Linked DNA regions of Zea mays: all the other regions are linked to region 3. The links are chromatin contacts, called in public Hi-C maps. All regions are on one chromosome and are shown on one strand. The core of a region is the stretch at or near the end of the contact, and the rest is flanking DNA. Distances in the headings are between cores, read along the strand shown. Region 1 holds the start of LOC111946235. Region 2 holds the start of LOC103650859 (protein BLISTER). Region 3 holds the start of LOC103650856 (EPIDERMAL PATTERNING FACTOR-like protein 9).

The links. Hi-C and Micro-C count contacts between places; a contact is called where the count stands out from the background.
Region 1: a contact with region 3 is called in a Hi-C map of ear, with 2.4 times the contacts expected there. The contact joins the promoter of LOC111946235 here to the promoter of LOC103650856 in region 3. A contact is called at or near these places in 3 of 25 Hi-C or Micro-C datasets (ear, leaf and tassel).
Region 2: a contact with region 3 is called in a Hi-C map of ear, with 2.2 times the contacts expected there. The contact joins the promoter of LOC103650859 here to the promoter of LOC103650856 in region 3. A contact is called at or near these places in 2 of 25 Hi-C or Micro-C datasets (ear and tassel).

The regions. Positions count from the first base shown.
Region 1 is chr3:164,782,947-164,786,911 of Zm-B73-REFERENCE-NAM-5.0, forward strand. It overlaps LOC111946235, which reads left to right and starts at 1,308. Exons shown (of 2, transcript NM_001360701.1): 1 at 1,308-3,111; 2 at 3,453-3,965. The coding sequence starts at 1,359. The coding sequence ends at 2,963.
Region 2 is chr3:164,898,692-164,902,906 of Zm-B73-REFERENCE-NAM-5.0, forward strand. LOC103650859 (protein BLISTER) reads right to left here and starts at 2,823. Exons shown (of 13, transcript XM_008676452.3): 1 at 2,376-2,823; 2 at 1,389-1,965; 3 at 737-1,290; 4 at 70-189. The coding sequence starts at 2,450.
Region 3 is chr3:164,499,726-164,503,628 of Zm-B73-REFERENCE-NAM-5.0, forward strand. LOC103650856 (EPIDERMAL PATTERNING FACTOR-like protein 9) reads right to left here and starts at 1,884. Exons shown (of 3, transcript XM_008676450.4): 1 at 1,559-1,884; 2 at 1,342-1,415; 3 at 535-1,017. The coding sequence starts at 1,673. The coding sequence ends at 835. It also overlaps a transcript of LOC100193045 not described here.

The sequences.
Region 1 (3,965 bases), core at 58-2,557, 280 kb after region 3:
CTAATTCCTCGGTGCAGCTTAGCTAACCAACCCCTCGAATCTTTAATCATTACTAGTATTTTTTTCTCTATCGAATCCAACAACGAAACGAAGCGATATAGTTTTACTGGTAGTCGAAAGAAGTAGATCTGGACATCTGGTGAGCTAGCGTGTGCATGATTGGGTGGCACTGGGGGTTCAGGTACGCATGTGACGAGTCCGGGGCAATAATTCTCGGTCACAAGCGGACAGGATGATGCGCATGGAGACCCAAAATCCCCTGTTCGACTAACCCGACAGCTCAGGAATATCTGGATCGCAGGAGATGCCATGCCAGTGCCACACATCGCTTGCTCCCGGCCGGGGTGGTTTTGGTACTAGTTGCACTGATGACTGGTTCGTCGCGGTCTAAACTTGACCCGGTTGCCCCCCTCCTTTTTTTTCTTGCTATAATTAACTGTTAAAGCTCGTGTGAGTTGTGACCACTGCTCCAGGAAAGGATAGCCGCTGAGATGCTGACACGCGGGTCCAGCTGAGAGGTGGGGGTACGTCCTACGTGTCAGTGCTGGAGTGGGGAGTGACGGGCAACAGCGACGTGACCGGACGCGACGCGATTAGCGGGCGCATCGCATGTGCGAGGGAGGAACGATGACGGTAAGGAGACAAGACAAGCGTATCAACTGCAGCTTCCTGCAGGCTGCCGGGGTGGGTTGCTGCAGTAGGTGCCGCTGCTGGCCAATGCCAACGAGCCATTTGCCCGGTTGGCCGTGGTCACCTGGCGTGGCTCTTCCGGCCTGTGGATTATGTGGGCGGAACCGCGGAAGGATAGGGATGGAGCCTGGAGGAGGGGAGAGACGCGTCCGGTGACGTCCCCTGTCCACCGTTTTGAGTAGGAGCGCTGTCAACGTGGCGAGGATTCAAGGAGGACAGACAGTCCAGGGCAGGTTGATCACAATATCAACTGTTTGTTTTAGGTAGGAGCCCTGACAACTTGACATCCGACACCGTGACATTGAGGTGTGCTCCGGAGGCTTCTCTCGGATAGTTTTATTTTGGAACTTGATTGCTGGTCGAGGTGAAATATATATACTCCATGTCCTGATTGCCGTGCTACCCAGAGGCCACACTGCCTGAAAAGAAAAGAAAAAAAAGAAAGATGTAAAAGAAAATAAAAGCAAAGGAAAAATTAAAACCAAATTTGGGCTGAATTCACTGATGGCCCGAAACTGTACCGTAGACCCCAACCCACACATCGCAAGAGAGGCCCAGCCCAGAAGTTTTCAAAACTCCGACGTATAAAAAAGACCCCAGACCCACAGTCCCCTCCTCTCTCTTTCCCCCCGTGTCAGTGTGTCACGCTTCGACCACGCGGCGGCGCCATGGCGGCCCAGCCCATCCGCAAACCGCACTTCGACCGCATCGTCCGCGCGCTCGCCTCCGACCACCCGCCACCGCCCCGCGCCGAGCTGCACGCGTTTCTCGTCCGCTCGCACGCCGCGGCCACCGCGCCCGCCCTCGTCCGCTCGCTCCTCAACGGCGCCATCAGCCGCCTCTCCAAGCGGCGCCCGCGCGCCGCGCTCGCCTTGCTCCTCATCATGCCGCGCCTGCCCGTGCGCCCCGACCACTTCACGCTCCCCTTCGCGCTCAACGCCGCCGCGTCGCTCCGCCTCCTCCCGCTCGGCGCCTCCCTGCACGCCGTCGCGCTCCGCCTCGCGCTCCTCCCGCTCCGCCTCCCCGTCGCCAACGCGCTCGTCGACCTGTACGCCAAGTGCGAGGAGTTCCCCGCCGCGCACGCCGCGCTGGCGGACATCCCCGCCCCCGACGCGGTCTCCTTCAACTCCCTCCTCTGCGCGCACGCCCGCAACGCCTCCGTGCGTCCCGCCGAGTCCCTCTTCGCTGCCATGCCCACCAGGACCCAGGTCTCCTGGAACGCCATGGTGGTCCTCTACGTCAGCGCTGGTGACCTCGCGGCCGCTTGCCGTGTGTTTGACGAAATGCCGACGAGGGACACGGCCTCGTCGATGGTGCTCATTGTCGGGTATTGTAAGTGCGGGCTGGTGCAGAATGCGCGTGAGCTGTTTGACAAAATGCCTACAAAGGATCTCGTGGCCCGGACGGCCATGATTAATGGTTATGCACAGACTGGGCGGCCAAAGGTGGCACTCGCTTTATTTAGGGATCTGGAGGCTGCTGGGATTGAGCCTGATGGAGCCACAATGGTTGGGGTTATCTCTGCAGTTTCACAGATAGGCAGCACGGAGTTGGCTGGGTGGGTTGGAGCTTACGTCGACAGGAAGAAGATCGAAAGGAATGAGAAGGTTCTTACAGCACTAGTAGATATGCACGCAAAGTGTGGCAACATTGAGCAGGCACTGAGTGCTTTCAGGGAGATCCCACGACCTGATGCCTATCCATACACAGCACTGATTAGCGGCCTGGCAACACATGGACACGAAAATCTGGCACTTTCAGTGTTCGAAAGGATGCGGGCTGAAGACATCAAGCCTCACCCTATCACTTTCGTTGGTGTGCTTACAGCATGCAGCCACGCAGGGAATGTTGAAAAGGGACTGGAGTATTGGGAGGCAATGGTGCAGGATTATGGTATTGAGCGCCATGCGGACCACTATGCCTGTGTCATTGACATGCTCGGGCGTGCAGGGAGGATTGAGGAGGCTTTCGAGATGGTTCAAACGATGCCGATGGGGCCACATCCGGGGGCTCTTGGTGCACTCCTGAGTGCCTGCAAGACATATGATAACGTTGAGATTGCAGAAGTTGTCGCAAACAAGCTATTTGAGTTGGAACCTTGGAACACTGGGAACTATATACTCTTGTCAAACATATATGCTGGGAAAGAACTCTGGGAGGAGGCAGAAAGGGTCAGATCACTGATGAGAACAAAACTGCCATTTAAAAGTCCTGGATCCACTTGGTTTGAGGATCGACAGAGAGAGCATGCTAAGATGTCTATCATGGACTGAGGATGAGCAGAAACACCACTTTCTGGAGATGGTGGAAGCTAGGAAGGCTGAAAACATAGCTATTTGACAGTCAGCAAAGCAGAGGAGCTTCGTATCAGTTTGCCACTAAGGTCCTATGTATAGGCACTGGTCAAGGTGATTTCCTATAGTAAGTGTACAATGTCTCCCAATGAACCTAGGTAGGTTGCAATAAAGTTCTTACATATAGAATAGGTGTTATAGCAAGAGATTCAAATATATGATTCCCTGAACATTTAGTAATAGGAATTGCTATGAAGTAGTAAAGGATTATTTAGAACAATCACTCCATATGAATTAGTGTACATTGGTCTTGATTTACTGATAAAGTATGAGCATATTCACATTCACTGCATGAAATGGTTATTTACAACTAGAATAGCTCTATTCTGCATGCTGAGTATCCACTTGTATAGAAGGGAGTTCCTCATTCATAAATAGCATACTAATTTGTGCACATTTTTTTTTCAGGTCATTTCTCATCCTAGCCTCACTCTCTCGATGGCACGAGCTCTAATTCATCGATCTTGGGACCAGTGACCTCCTTGACATCATTCAATCCTCAATGATCTTGAATGTTGGCACAACCTTTATACCCAGTTTCTTTACTGAAAGCTGCAAGTAGCATGCGCGGGAGCTTTTCAGCATGTCATATTCCACGGGGCAGAGAGTCGTGAATACACAAGAAACAGGGAAATATTCCCAACTGAGGGCTTGATTAGAGGGGGATTTAAGAGATTGAATTCTTTTCTATTTAATTTTGAATAGCAAGAGATTTAATCCGCTCCAATCTCCTTCAATCTACTCCTAATCGAACAAGGATTAAGGGCTTGTTCGCTTTCCTCTCAATCCATGTGAATTGGTTGGAATTGAGTGGGTTTAAATTTCAAACAAGTCAAAATCTTTTGGACTTGTTCGTTTTGTACTTAAACCATGTGGATCTTTTGGACTTGTTCGTTTTGTACTTAAACCATGTGGATTGAG
Region 2 (4,215 bases), core at 1,573-4,072, 400 kb after region 3:
AATGGCAAATGTCATGATACAAATCCAGTTTAAAACTATTCTATAACCAACAGGAAAATTTGCACAAACCTGTTGGTTGAACTTGTCAGTTAGTGCAGAGTTATCTGTGGCCAAAGTTTCTGCTAGCTCTTGAGATTTCTGAAGAGATCGTTGTAAGGAAAACTTCTCTTTTGTTAAATCTTCAATGAGCTGACATCCAAACCAGAGAAACTATTAATAGTATGTTGATGGGCCTAAATAAAAAATCATATATGCAATCTTTTCAACACAAGTTACTAACTTCCTAATGATAAAGACTTAGAGGTAAATGCTTAGGCAAGTCAACATATCCAAGGTAAAGAATATTAATTAATATTGACAACAAAGAACACATAATAGTGCCATTTACGAGAATGGAAACAATTGCAAGGCACATAACAGTAACACAGAAAGAAGTGACTAGTTATAAGTTGTACAATATTACTCATTAAGTGAATGTACAGACTAGATATTGGAGATAAGACCATTTTTCACAGATTTTAGTTCACTTATAAAACAACAGCTAGGCCAACAGTTGGCGCTTCATGTTAGTAGCTTAAAATCTAAATTCAGAAAATACAAGTAAACACTTAGATTCTTCATTATTTGTATTATGACTATTATATACTATGACAACAATATGACAGCTCTAGTTACTATAATAATATCATGTCCTCAAGAAAATACATAAAATGTGAAAAGTTTAAACGTTCATCACCTGCTCTAATGTTGCAAAATCGTCATCTTTCCCATGAGTTGCAAAATTTTGGAATGTTTGTTTACCATGTTGTATACTTCTTTCTTCTTTAGGAAGTGAGAAATCAGGATGGTTGGAGCTGCCATATGACCCCTTTTCATGACTATATTCCTGACTTTCTGATGCAAAAGAAATATCTGCAGCATTACTTGAAGTGGGTTGTTGATTTGATTGCTTCACAAATGAACTCTGATAATTCGAATTGTGGGATAGTTGATTAGCCTTTGCAGGCTCCCTATATGAGGCTTGAGTTGTTGGAGGGACTCTTTGTACTCCAATTGAATCAAGAAACGATGGCCTTGAACGAGTGTATGTAGTTGGATAACCAGATGACAGAAAAGGATCCTGTCTTTCAAAATTAACACCAGGTGCGGAATCTGCAGATGTCCGAGTTATTCCAACATTTGTATCATGCTCTACAGTAACAATAGTCCTTGAACTATTGAAGGCATTGCCATAATCCCGAGTGCTGGCATACAGAGATTGCTCCACTTGGGAAGAGTCTTTGGAGGTATCTACATAGAAAAAAAAAAGAGCAGAAGAACCCCAGGCTCAAGTTATTGGATATTGCGTATTGTAGTTTCAACATATGAAAATAAGGCCTCAAATTTACCTCTCAACTGACTAGAGGTATCACTCTTTGTGGAGTAGTCCTGAGAGTAAGCATTTTCAGACTTTCCAAAAAGGGTGCTGGATGAATATGAACTAGATTGCTTGGTATCATGTACTTGACTTGATAAAGAAATTCTTCCCCAACTTGGCATGTTGTCAGTAGAAGGTAAAGTTAAACTGCTGTTCCCAAAGGCACTTAATTTAGATGTTGATTGCACATCCTTGTCAGGGCTGTGCTCATCCCTTTTACGGGCTTCATCGCCTCTCCAGTTCTCATGATGACCATTAACAAGATCAGAGAAGCTTAAGTTCCCATAGAACTTACTTCCTCCATCAGTAACAGCATCTTGCTGGGGTCTAACACTACTAACACCAACAGAAGTATATACATTGACCGGAGCATTTGACAGGAATTCTGCACCGCTGGAAGCACTCTCTGGGCCATTCTCATATACAGCCCATGGCACCGAAGACGTGCTCGCTTGGTTTGGCTCTACATCAGGAGCAGGCACTTTTGCCTGCTCTGCACCAGCTGCATTGGCCTTCTTCGCCGCTTTTTTCTTGCGGAACTGCTCGAGCTGGATCAGAGAAAACAGAACACTGTTATTCTAGAGCTAACCTAGTAAAGCATTTGCCGAATCAGCGTTCCAGCGAGATCTAAACAGCTAAATCCCAAAAAAGTTGCAGACTGAGCCTGAAGTAACGTGGCAAATTTCATGCATTTGAATTCTGTACGGCAGGCAAAACAGCCGAGACAAAATTGGTACCGTTTGGCTTGTCTTTCACACGCAAAACGATCTCAGACAAGTTTGATAGCATTCGGCTTCTCTAACCTGTGCAAAACCGATTGAATGGCACGCCAGTCATGGCGCTAAGCAACACGATGCCCCTAATTTGTCTACGTCTTCCCTAAGCATGTTGCCCAATCAGCGATTGCGGGTGCCCGAGGACTACATTTCTCGCAAGCAACAAGCAACAGCGGACCTACCCGCTTCTTCCCGGCCTCGAGATGGTCCTTGCGCGACGGCGCGGCGGCGGAGGACGGCGCCTGCGCCGACGCCATGGCTCCCCTGCTCCCACCAGCCCGGCCCGGCCCGGCCCAAACCTCGGCGAGATCTCCCCGTCCCCGTATCACCGGCCGCCGCTGATCCGATCGAGCCCCGGGGAGGGGGCGCGAGATCTGGCGACGGGGACGGGGTCGGGTCGGGTCGGGATTGGGGGAGGGATGCGCGCTGCGCAGCTTCTAAATCCCGCCTCGCCTGCTGTTTTTTTTTTGTGTGCGTCGTCGACTCGTCGTGGAGTCCGACCGGTTTGAGTTCCTGCCTCTGCAATCTGCAATTCTGCATGCCCTGCTGTTGCGTCGTCGCGGTCGGTCGCTGGTGCCTGGCCGTGCTCACGAAAACAAAAAAATACTGTTTTTTTTCTAAATAGAGTTTATAATAGAGAATATTTAGTAAGATAAAAAGACCGCTATAGACTTGCTTGGATTCGATCCACTCCTCGACATTTTAGAGCTCTAAATTTTTAGAGCATTTTGGCTTAGTGTTTTAAGATCCAAGAGCAACTTCAATAGTTATGTAAATTTTAGCTCTCTAAATCACAGATTTAAGAAGTTGTTAAATGTCTTTTAGAGTAAAAAAATGTGAGTTCTCCAATAGTTCTCTAAATATAGGCTGTAATTTTGTTTTGTATCTATCCACATAAAAAATAAGTCACAAAAACTATATAATGCAGTCAACATTTTTGTTTAGGGAGTTGTTAAATGGTTGCCAAATGTAGAGAGAAAATGAGGTTAGATGACAAGTTGTTAAATTTAGAAAGTTCATTTAGAGAACTGTTGGAGAATAGTTTTCATGTTAACTGTCTAAATTATTGATTTAAGAAGTCTTTTAAAAACTACTGGAGTTGCTCTAAAATTGCTCTAATGTAATATTAGTTAACTTCAACAAAGTTTGGTAAATATTTCTATATTTAGAGAACATTCTCTCGTGTATAGGTTCCAACGATGTTTTCTATTCGTTTTTATACTTAAATAATAGTTTTAAGTAAAACTAATATATATATATATATAAGAGTACAATATATATATATACACAAAAAATAGAGCAAAATATATCTTTTAACATATAAAAGACAAGATATAAATGGCGTTGTTGGAGAAAATGAAATAGATAAGAGAGAACCTTTTAGAAGATTTTTATAAAGCAGAGATATAGAGAATAAATATAGATCATATGGTTGAAAATAATCTTAAAGATTTTGCCTTAAAATTTAAAGCTATAAAGTTTAGAGAAGCTAAGCTGTGGTTTCGTAGGATGGCAATAGAAGCATCATTTGCTTCATCTGACCAATGATAGTAGTAGCCAAAGAGTACGTCATGGCAAGAAATTACTCTAAGGGTATGCTCGTTTAATGCTAAGTCCATGACTCTATGTGGATTGAATAGGATTGAGTGGGATTAAATTCTAAGTAAGTCAAAATCCTTCATAATTTTTTCTAATCCTATACAATCCATATGTGATGGGAATAAACGAACAAGGCCTAACATGGCGTGACTTTCTCTAAAAAATAAAGCATGAGAAACTGAGAAAGAATAGCGTTATGAGCCCGTCAAGGTAGAAGTTGCTGCGTGCGATAGGTCACTATTGTTTTAAATTTATCTATTCCTAATATTTACTCCCTCCATTCCAGAATATAAGGCGTAACCACATCTGGTTTAAAGACCAAAAAATGCATTTAATTCTCTCTATACCAGTGCATCAATGTACGTATGTATAAAGAGAGCACGCCCTATGTACAAGAACAAAAAATGGTTACATCTTATATTC
Region 3 (3,903 bases), core at 634-3,133:
GCAGTTGTGGCCCTGCAGTGGCAACTCATGCACAGAGCTCAGTTTACCTGAATTCTCACAGAAGTTATATATACATATTTGTGCCTTATACTTGCAAACTGCGTGCTTTTTTGGCACCAGAAGTTTGCTGCTGATAATAATGTACAACATGAATGAAACTATGCATATTCACTTTAGTCAGAGATGCAGGTAACGGTTTGACATCTTTTCTCTGACAACTTTTTAGTTAATTAATCTTTAAAATGAGGTCTAATTTGATTGAATGCTGGCCACAATAGCATTCCCTCTGCATGAGCTCCATTCTTGTCACCTTTCCTTCTGTGGGTTTGTGTAGTTTAACATACTTCCCAATTGTACAGGTGATTGTTATTTCTATTACTATGTAAAAGAGGAGTGCCATGAATGACCATAAGAACTGATGATGCTCAGAAGATCCAGCCTAGATCTCCAAGGCTGTTCAAGCAGTTGGTACATTTTGAGGTTTGTTCATACTTCATAGACTTGATGCATTGTCGCCATAGGTCAACCGTACTATTTATGCACTTGAATTGGCTGGCCATTCATACTTTCAGATGTCAAAATTGGTAACCATTTATACTAACAAAATTACTAGTCCATAACCTGAGCTAGGCATTTTAAAGTACAAAATGCTCCTCCAGACTCCAGTCCTCTACTAGCTAACCTCTTGTAAAATAGAAATGAGACAAAGAAGCCTTTTTCAACAGAGAAAACAAAGAATAGAAAGAAAAGGAGAGGGAGAACCAAAAACGGGCGAAAATACTACTATTCTCCAGGACACACAATAACATAGAAGCTCCTCCTACTCATTGAAGATCACCTGTGGCAAACACACTTGTAGTGGTAAGCACTGTTCATGGGGTCATTTGCATCCACTGGGACTTGCTCAGCAGTACACTTGAATCGACACCCTCTGCACTCGTTGTATGTGCATATTGGCGCAATTGAGCCGATCAACATTCTCCGTGCATACTTTGGCAATATGCCTTTGTTTAGACCCTAATAACAAGGCATGTGAAAATATCACGCTAACTATACTTGCTTTAAGGTCACTGAGCAATTTGTGGGTTAATCTATTGCAAGGTTGTATTCCACTTTTTTTTAGAAAAAAAACTTTAGTTTCATTCCTTGTTTCAATTCTAAAGTTTTTTTCCAGTAATACTAGAGGAGTGATGGATGTTGGAGGCAAGTGGTTGACATTTTGTCCTTCCAAAGTTTTCCTGTCATAATACATGTGTAAAAGAATAAAAAGGTACTGCAAGCCTTTGAAACTTAGAACCCTGAAGAACGCTACATCGCTACATCTGAAAGAGAGATGGGTACCTTGACGGTCTCCTGCAAAACTATATGTTTACCAGGTAATTCCTGGTGGAGATATTGCACCACATAATCAGCACCTTCACCACAAATTAGATTGAAATGAGCAAATAATCAGTGGAAGTGAACAGGAAGCAAATGCTAAAAGAAAGAAGCGGCTCGTCCCATGCAAGAAAAAGAAAGGAAATAAACAACTCGGTGTTTGTACAAGGAAGGGAAGAACCTGATGTTCTGCCATTGTGGCCTTGGCTGCAGAGAGCATGACCGATGAGCAAGTAAGAGAGAAGGAAGAAGAGGAGCAGGGAGCTTGTGGTAGTCGTGGAGCAACCATTAGCCATCCCTCTAGTTCAAGTGAGCAATGGATAGAAAATGGGGGGGATGGTGCTTTATTTGGATTCAGAGAAACAGCATAAGGAAGCAAGTGTTAGAGGTTATATAAACTGGGAGACAGGTGCAATGGCTTGTGTGTGGCAGCTCTGTGACTCTGCTCATGCCTTGCATATGCATATCCCTGTGCCATACCATGCAGAGACACTAGTATGGAGGGGGAGCAGTGGGGACTGCGGAGACCACCAGCACCAGGTGGCTCCACCCTCTCGTATGCACGAACGCACGGGATAACAGATGCGTCTGAAACTTAGCTGCGGGGGGCATTGCTTCAATTATTACCATAGCGTCACTTTGTCTGTTATAGGTGTTCCTTTCTGCGTTTTTGTTTCCTGTATCCCATTTTGAACGTAAGAATTTTTTTTTACAGGACAATCGAAGTTAACGGGCACAAGATCCGAATACAAAGCTTGGGCGTTTGGTGTTTCAGTGTTGCACAGCAGGAAAGGAAGACAGTTGACATGGCTCTTCCCAGGACAAAAAATGAATAGAAATCAACTCCAAATCTTCACTCAAACCCTGAAAGAGAAATCAGCGAAGTTAACCCGTTTGGTGTCGCTTTTGGACCAGCTCCAGGAGCAGTTTTTTCACAGCGTCACTTACTAAGGCTTTGTTCGTTTACACCAATCCAGCTCTGGATTAGCATGGATTGGAATTAAATCCATGTCACAATCCATGCCCCAAAATAATCCAAGACTACTTAAATTTTTTTATTCGGTTAAACCCATCATGGAATATAACCCAAGGGTTTGTGATTTTTTTTTAACAATGAAAGACATGAATTCTATCCATAGCTCATTAGGTATGGAATAAATCCATAAAGATATTGCACAAGTTTACATTAGAATCTATGGATCAAAAGAATAACTAGCTTTGAGAGATATATGGATTAGTTGATGGATTTAATCCCACCATAGGATTGGGTGTGAGGTATGGATTCACCCAATCCATAAACGGATTAAATCCATGGTAGGATTTTATCCCATGTAACCGAACAAGGCCTAAACGGTGTCGAAGATGTTGCTCCCGCTCCGCTTCGCCCGAAAACACGCTCCGGATCTGTGCATTTGCGCCCTCCCCAAAATACCCTCTTCTCGTGCATCCTGAATCATATATACGCTTTATATTTTGAGACCGAGGAAGTACATCTTTTTTCTTATTTAGCAAGAGAAGGTGGTTGGAGAGAGAGAGAAGGCAATGAACCAACAAATAAAGAGAGAAACTCTGTTCAGAGCCTGTAATGGTACGTGACCAGGCAATGCCAGAGCAAGCTCTGGATCCTGCATCTCTGCATGGCCAAGCTCTTGCCCAGTCCACAACGATGTCCGTCTCCTCATGTGACCTCCAAAGGCATGGCCTGCTGCATCTGGATTCTGGATTTCATATTCGGAGCCGTACCATCCACGGTCTGGTGATGTCTCGTGGACATTAGTTGTTGGAATCTCTGGATCTGCCACAGTGGTATTTTTGCTCTATATTTTACAACTTGTTCGATTATTCTCATTACATATGTATTGATTAGGATTGGAAAAAAATAAAAAAATTGACTTGCTTGATATTTAAACCCACTTAATCTATATAGATTAGAGCGAACCGAATAAGCCTTTAGATCTTGTTTGGTTATTTCTGATCTATCTAGATCTAATGGGTTTTGACTTGCTATGAATTATTGAGCGCTAATGGAACAAGCTCCCTTTTGGGTGGAGGATATCGCCATGTTGTGGGTGGATGGATGTGAGCTGAGCACTGGGCAGGCTTCAGTCTCGGACCACTGGTCACGACTCACGAGGCCGTAGCCGAGTCAAAAATGTGGTCAAACTATTTTTGAGTGGTAACCAACCTATAGGCACGGGTGTCTCACGAGTCACGACGCATGATGCGCTGCTGGTGCTGGGCACACACCAGTTGTATTTGGCAGCAATGGAAGCATTCGGCCGGATGGTAAAAAAAAAACAGATCAATTCCTTCGATGCTACCAAAAATTACAGTGCTTTCCTAAAAATTATCTAACTTTTTTTTCTTCGCTGCTATTATACAAAGTTTTAGTTGCTGTCATTCCGTTAGATCCCAGTTAAAATTGTGTCACGATTCACGAGACCACCGGCCCAGCGGCCCTTTCTAGGCCGGGCACCACTCTGTGCGTAGCCTCCTGCCTCCCTCGATGCAGCAGGTGTCCCCGTG